2 separate regions of the Mus musculus genome follow, and region 2 is linked to region 1. The links are chromatin contacts, called in public Hi-C maps. All regions are on one chromosome and are shown on one strand. Each heading gives the region's core, a stretch centred on a gene start, on an enhancer-like site or on the middle of the called end of the contact. The rest is flanking DNA. Distances are from core to core; before and after follow the strand shown. Region 1 overlaps Cdh22 (cadherin 22). Region 2 has its middle 21 kb from the start of Slc35c2.

Region 1 (3,521 bases), core at 736-3,235:
GGGGTGGGGTGCGTTGGAATACTTCAGATACTGAGGGAGAGTGTTGAACCAGAAGGATGGACAAGGCCAAGGTTCTCAGATGGGAACAAGGTTGGCAAGCTGGCAGGAGAGGAGAGAAGGGGTGGGGCTGTGATCACAAAGGTCAAAGGGCAGATCATGTAGGGCCTTGTAGACATTCTGTCTTTAGTCCTGAGAAAGGCAGGGCCATTTTCCCCTGACAGCTTTACTGAGTATAATTTACATACTATAAAATTCATCCTTTGTAAGTGCACACGTAATGATGTCCAGTAAATTACTCTGCGGCACCTACACCACCATCCATCAGGATGTCTCTTGTACCCCTTCCTGCCTGTCACATCAGCCCACCCCCATTACCAGTCCCGAGCACACCAATCTGCCTCCTGTCTCTGTGGAGATGCCGATCTGGACATTCAGAGAGGGAGGCTTACGATTAGCACAGCTTTTCGTTCTTCAGGGAGCCGAGCATCAGAGATGTTGGCTCTCAGAGAGCCCCTTCGTGGGTACAGACCACATTACACATACACACATGTATACACATAACACATACACATATACACACATAACACACACATACACACACATGCCACACACACATAACACAAACACATACACACACATAACACATATACACACATACACACACACATACACACATAACACATATACACACACATACACACACAACACACATATACACACACATACAAACACATACACACACAACACATACACACACATACACACACACATACATACACACACATAAGACATATACACATACACACACATACACACATAGACACATACACACACATACACACACACATATACACACATACACACATATAACACACACACAGACACATACACACACATACACACACATAACATATATACACACACATACAAACACACACACAACACATACACACACATACACACATAACACACATACATACACACACACATATGCACACATATAACATATACACACACATACACACACATACAAACACATACACACACAACACACATATACACACACATACACACACACACATAACACACACACATAACACACACACTACACACATACACACTCTCATTTGACATCACTACAGAGGCGTGGGTGTGCTTCTGCTCTTTGGCTGAACTGTGCTGCCCTGTCTCTGTGTGGACCTTTGTCCCTTTGTCTCTGCCATAGATTCTCTGGAGTGGGATGACTGGATGGTGCGCTAACTTCATGTTGAACTGTATCAGACTGCTTTCGAATGGGCCACCCTGCGGAGCTTGCTCTACAATGAGTGGATGGAGGAGGGGCCATCCTCCTTAGGCTTCTTAGCGTATTTAAACAAACATGCCAAACTGAGGACAAAGTGAGCCTGGCACAGGTACCTCAGGCCCATGCTTAGACTGGCACTAAAGGCCTCGTGGAGGCCCTGGTCCAGGTCACCCCAGGATGCAAACTCGGTTTTCCAGCCTTGGAAAGGAGCAGGGAGGCCCGCCTCATCCCCTCCCTCCACTAGGACCAATCCCCAGCCAGTTTCCTCGCAGCCAAAGCGTGAAAACCGTGAAAACCGCTAGTTTGGAGAAGCACCCGCATCAGGCACGGACTTTTCGAAGCTGTGGAGCCCTCTCCCCCCAGGGAGATGACAAAATTTTCTTTGCAATTAAAATTCCTTTGAAACTGGGACCAAAGAAAACGCAGAGCAGAAAGCTTTTCAAACGGAAGGGAACGCTCCTCTGTAGCAATTACCGTGCCTGCATTCCAACAGGCTGCTTCCTCCTCCCTCCTGCCGGCGGCGCTGGGAGCTGTCCTGCCTGGGCTGGGCTTCTGCATTCACGGAGCCCCCCAGGAGCCTTTTCCTGGATGGTCCCTGCTTTTCTGCTCACTCATAGCTTCTACATCCCTCCCACATAACTAGCCTCCGTGCAGGCTCTGGCTGACGTGGTCCACTTCCTGTGAGACTCCCTTTCAGCCTGGTGAATGGCTCATCTGCTGAGCTGCCGATCCATCTGTGTGCTTACCAGTCCTTCCTGGTACCACTGCCTGGCGGCGGCCCTTCCCTCACTCACAGCTCACAGCTCACAGCCCTGCCTCTCAGTGCTCACCATTTCTTTTGGAACCTCATCTGAGCGAGATGCAAATGCCTTTAAAGAGCCGGGACGTTGCAGATCTGGCTTCAGGTCCTTCTTTCAATCAACAAATAGTTATTTTGTTTATTTTAGGGTCTCATTTAGTTCAGGCTGAGCTATAACCCTCGAGGTCTACCCCTTCTCCACTCCCGCAGAGGCCAATTTCCTCCAGGTTACACCTCCCTTGAGGCAACAGAGCTGTTCTAAAGTCCTACCAGCTGGGGACCAAATGTTCAAACTTGTGAACCTGTAAAGGTCCTTCGATTTTGTTTTTGAGACAGGGTCTCATATACCCCAGGCTGGCCTTGAACTCAGCAAGTGGCTGAAGATGCCCTTGATCTCTTGATCCCCTGCCTCTACCTCCAGGGTGTTGCTGGGACCACAGGTATGCACCTCATGTCTATTTTATACAGTGCTAAGGATCAAACCCAGGGCTCTGACCTGCTAGGCAAGCACTCTACTATCTGAGCTACTGCTCTAGCACAACAACTATTTATGAAGTCATTAAAATATGCCACATGTTGTGCCCAAGCCTTAGAGATTAGCCATCTCTGTGTTTAGAAACAAGGCACTGAGGTTTGGGGACAAACCCTTCAGCTTTAAGGAGCTAAGAGTGTTGGATAAAATACAAAAATCATCTTATTAAAGCATCAAAGAGCTGACAAGCAAGCCCTTTGTAAGGAATTACCAGGAATTATTAGGTCAAAACTGGAGGGAAAACAGAAAGCCGGGGGCCGTTAGAGAGCAGAGAGGCAGCGTTTGCCCTCAGGACATTGGCTGATCCCAGAAAAAGTGAATTCGGTTTTTAATGATCTCACAGTGTAAGGGGAATGGAAGTCCAAGTTCGTTGTCTGAAAGAGGAAGGAGTCAAAATGCAGACCCTCCCCAGACCCACTGGGATTCTCAAGGGCCCCTGAGGTACAGATGAAACAGAAGGGACCAGATGGGACTCACAGGGCCACTCAGCCATCCAGGGAACCCAGGGCTTCAAATTTTAAAATCGAATGCACAGCCAAGTGCAAGTGCTTTTTAAAGAAGAGAAATTCCACTCTTCCGGGGCTTCAAGTTCTCTCCTAAGATAAAAACTAAAAGACAACAGTCAACACATAGCTGGAGAAAGCCAGACATGTCAAGAGAACAATGCAGGAGCTGAGCAGGGGGGGCACGGCATGACAGAACGCGACACCCTTGCCTCTCTGGATGCACAGACCACAGGGAAGACAGATGACATGCTTCTCCTGGACTGTTACAGCACTGCTGTGCCTCAGTTCCCCCGGTGTCTCAGCAGCTTTGCTGAGACATGACTGGTCAGCTCCATGACTCCATGTTTTAGATGACCCTCAGTCCTCTGCTTCTGCCCCCCA
Region 2 (3,521 bases), core at 501-3,000, 65 kb before region 1:
CTCTGAGTTCACCCATCCCGAAATGTCTATCATCTGTGGATGATTGGAACAGGTGAGAGGGCTGATCCTATCGAGGCAAAGCTGCAGGACCTCCATGACATTGCAGTAACAGGATAACCCGGAGGAGTCCCATTGAAAATGCACTTTTGATGCTGTCACAAAAGCCAGAGGTCTTGAACCAGACCAATGACTCAGTGCAATGAACATTTTGCACGTAAAGATGTGTGGACAGGGGGGTAGACTGTGGGACACACTGTAAACACGACAGCTTCCACGAGGAGATGTTTTTCTCTGCTTTGTTTTTTTTTATGTGTGCATGCATGCACGTGCACACACATATGTGTTTTATTGGGGGGGAAGGTTACAAGAGCAAAGGGCAGATATGAAGGGGGAGGGAGATGAGTGGTATTGGGTATATGATGTGAAACAAAGAATCAATAAACAGTTTTTAAAAAAAAAACAAAAAACCACCAACAACAATGTAGGTGAGATTGTTGAACTCGGTTTCCCTTGCTCCCACTAAAACTTCTTTTTTTTTTTTTGGTTTTTTGAGACAGGGTTTCTCTGTATAGCCTTGGCTGTCCTGGAACTCACTTTGTAGACCAGGCTGGCCTCGAACTCAGAAATCTGCCTGCCTCTGCCTCCCAAGTGCTGGGATTAAAGGCATGCGCCACCACGCCCGGCTCCACTAAAACTTCTTTACCAACTAAAGTATCTCCCAGTCCTGTTTTAGTTTGGGGGGGGGTTGTTTGTTTGTCTGAGCCCAGGTTTTATTCTGTAACCCAGGCTAGTCCTGAACTCATAGCAACCCTCCTGTCTCAGCCTTAGTACTAGAATTACAGGCCTGAGCCATCACATCCACCTTTCAACAGCCACTATAACTATTGACTACCTCACCATGATCTGCGGAGTATGTCTCCATATCATAGATATGCAAAATGTATGTGTGTCCTTCAACCCGCCCCGGAACGTGGAACCAGGACAAGTTACCAACCTTACTGTTTTCCTGTGATGAAGGCAAAGTGGGGAGCTGGTCCCCCTAGCAGGTCACACTGCCCAAATTTTAGCAAACATCTGCCACTGGTCACAAAACCCCCCTAAGGACTGTGGGTGAGACATGTATTGGCCCCACCATCTGGTTAGGCTAGCGCAAGCTCTGCGTCTCCTGCCTCAGCAATTGTCAATTGCTTCAGTGTTTACAGCTGGAAGATGGGCACACTGTGACACCTTTCTCCGTGGAAGGACAGGCATAGGGTTCTGGATGTAAGGCCTGACATGAGCCTTTCTGTTAGAACTCCCTGCCACTGGTTTCTTTGTATGGCATGAGGATCAGCAAGGCCTCCCTCCCCCACCTTTTTGGCAGAGGTTCCTGAAAGTCTGGGCTTCTGGGCTTCAACACTCCCAAGGTGGCCCCTGGCCTAATGGGGACTCTCCTAGGGCCAGACCATGCAGAGGGATGGGGACGGATGGCTGCCCCATACCCACACCAGTTCCCAACCGCTTTAGCAAGTGGAGGTCAGCCTCTGGAAATGACCCCGCAACTGCCAGAGTGCCTCACTCACAGGTTTAGAGCCTTCCCGGTTTGGGAGCACAAGCCTCAGAGGAGAGCAGCTTGGGGTTCATACATAATATGTAACGTCAGATTTAAATGTCACTGCTGCAGGCAGCTGACCCGGGTTCCCACACAATGGGCCGTGAGGGGTGCCTCCGCCGCCTCTTCATCTTCCTGGCGGTTGCTGACCAAAGAGAGGGAGATTTGGTTTCTTAAAAAACTAAACAGTTGTTGAGCACTCTGGCGTTGCCTGGGCAACAGCCGAGGGGGAGAGAGAAGCATCTTATTGTTTAAAGTTATTCTTGCTCGATTTCAAAGGTCTGCTCTGAAAAGACCGTATTCTCCAAACAGCCCAGGTTCTCCTCTTCAGCACAGGCATGCAGGCAGCTCCCGCTGCCCTCAGCCCCATCCCCACTCCAGCCCGAGGCTGTGGAAGGCGACTTCCCTGCTGTCTCCTGGGCATTGGTTTAGGGCCAGCGGGGCTCACCTGTAAAGACAGGGATTGCATGCTGGGATGCCCCAGCCACTGGCTTCTTTTCCAGCCACTCTGTGACCTGGGCATTTGATCACAATGACAGTGACTTGGGAGATGGCAACACACAAAGGCTCAAACACTCAAAGGAGAGATCCACACTGCATTCGAGAGGCAGGCGTCTTGATTCTCAACCCAGAGGCTAGATGAGGGTGACCATATCTGGCCATTATTTGTGGGCAGTAGCCCAGAGCAGTCATTGAGATCATTTGAGAAACTGTCCAGCAGCCTGGCATCCACATTCCTCTGCCCCTCCTACAACACCGTGTTGGGCTTGCTCGCGCTTCCCTCTTCCCCATGAGACTGTCAGCTCCCTGGCAGCAGGACCACGTCTATTCATCTCTGTGTGCTCTCATAAGCCCGAAACCCTTTCAGGAGCAAAGCAAATGCTGAAAACCCAAACAAGATGTACATATATTTTTAATTAAAAATGTTTAGCTTGTGAGTACATACACATGATACAGGACTCAGAAGCTTCAAGGGACCGAGGATACGTGTCTCACGGCACCCACTTGGTCTGCATGGGGAGACACATCGTTCCCTTCTTCCAGAAATGCCTGTCATACACAAGTGAGCATCAAATAAGATGTTACTCATATCTCAGGCCTTGGTATCTAGCACGGGTGTAGCACACAGTGACATATAAAAGAGTGAGAGCGGCTGGGAGAGTGGAGGCATAGAAGGGTGGCGGAGGAGTGGGAGGTTAGGTAGATGTATGAGTACATGGGTGAATATGTGGGTGGGTAGGTGGGTGGATAGAAGGATGGATGGGTGGATGGGTGGGTGGGTGGGTGGGTGGATGGATGGATGGATGGATGGAAGAGTGGGTAGATGGATGGGTGGTGGGTGGATGGGTGGGAGGATGTATGTATGTATGGGTGGGTGAATAGAAGGATGAATGGGTGGATGGGTGGGTGGATGGATGGAAGGGTGGTAGGATGGATGGATGGATGGATGGATGGATGGATGGATGGATAGATGGATAGGTGGTGGGTAGATGTATGGATGGATGTAAGGATGGGTGGGTGGATAGAAGGATGAATGGGTGGGTCTGTGGGTGGATGGATGGATGGGCCAGCAGGCAGGTGGACAGACAGATGGACAGATGGATGGATAGGTAGGTAGAAGGATGGATGGATGAGTGAGTAAATTTAAGAGGATGGGTGGATGGGTGGATGGATGGATGGATGGATGGATGGATGGTTAAATGGGTAGGTAGATTTAAGAGGGTAGATGGATGGGTAGATGGTATCTTAGGGTTTCTATTGCAGTAATAAAACACCAAAACAAAAATCAGTTTGGGGAGGAAAGGATTTGTTTCAGCTTACAGTTCTACATCACAGTCTGTCATCAAAGGATATCAGGGCAGGGATTCAAGCAGGGCAGGAATCTGGAGGCAGGAGCTGATGCAGAGGTTATGGCAAGGTGCTGCTTACT

What was found. Hi-C and Micro-C count contacts between places; a contact is called where the count stands out from the background.
Region 2: a contact with region 1 is called in a Hi-C map of cortical neurons, with 1.9 times the contacts expected there. The contact joins two enhancer-like sites. A contact is called at or near these places in 1 of 39 promoter capture datasets (3T3-L1-derived adipocytes), 1 of 15 datasets of contacts at CTCF or cohesin (the NIH/3T3 cell line), 2 of 484 Hi-C or Micro-C datasets (the N1E-115 cell line and cortical neurons), 2 of 115 datasets of contacts at active chromatin or transcription factors (embryonic hindbrain and embryonic stem cells) and 2 of 9 other capture datasets (adipose tissue and pancreatic islet).

Annotation. Positions count from the first base shown.
Region 1 is chr2:165,200,350-165,203,870 of GRCm38.p6, reverse strand. The region is part of intron 1 of Cdh22 (cadherin 22); the gene reads left to right. Among named protein-coding and RNA genes, the nearest start is that of Gm36803, 7.3 kb to the left of the region's middle. Within about 2 kb of position 1,985, at least 78 of the 459 cell types and tissues checked have an H3K27ac peak or open chromatin away from gene starts, as enhancers often do. A contact at or near this core is called in cortical neurons, where this site is marked.
Region 2 is chr2:165,265,205-165,268,725 of GRCm38.p6, reverse strand. No RefSeq gene overlaps it. Among named protein-coding and RNA genes, the nearest start is that of Slc35c2, 21 kb to the left of the region's middle. Within about 2 kb of position 1,750, at least 15 of the 459 cell types and tissues checked have an H3K27ac peak or open chromatin away from gene starts, as enhancers often do. A contact at or near this core is called in cortical neurons, where this site is marked.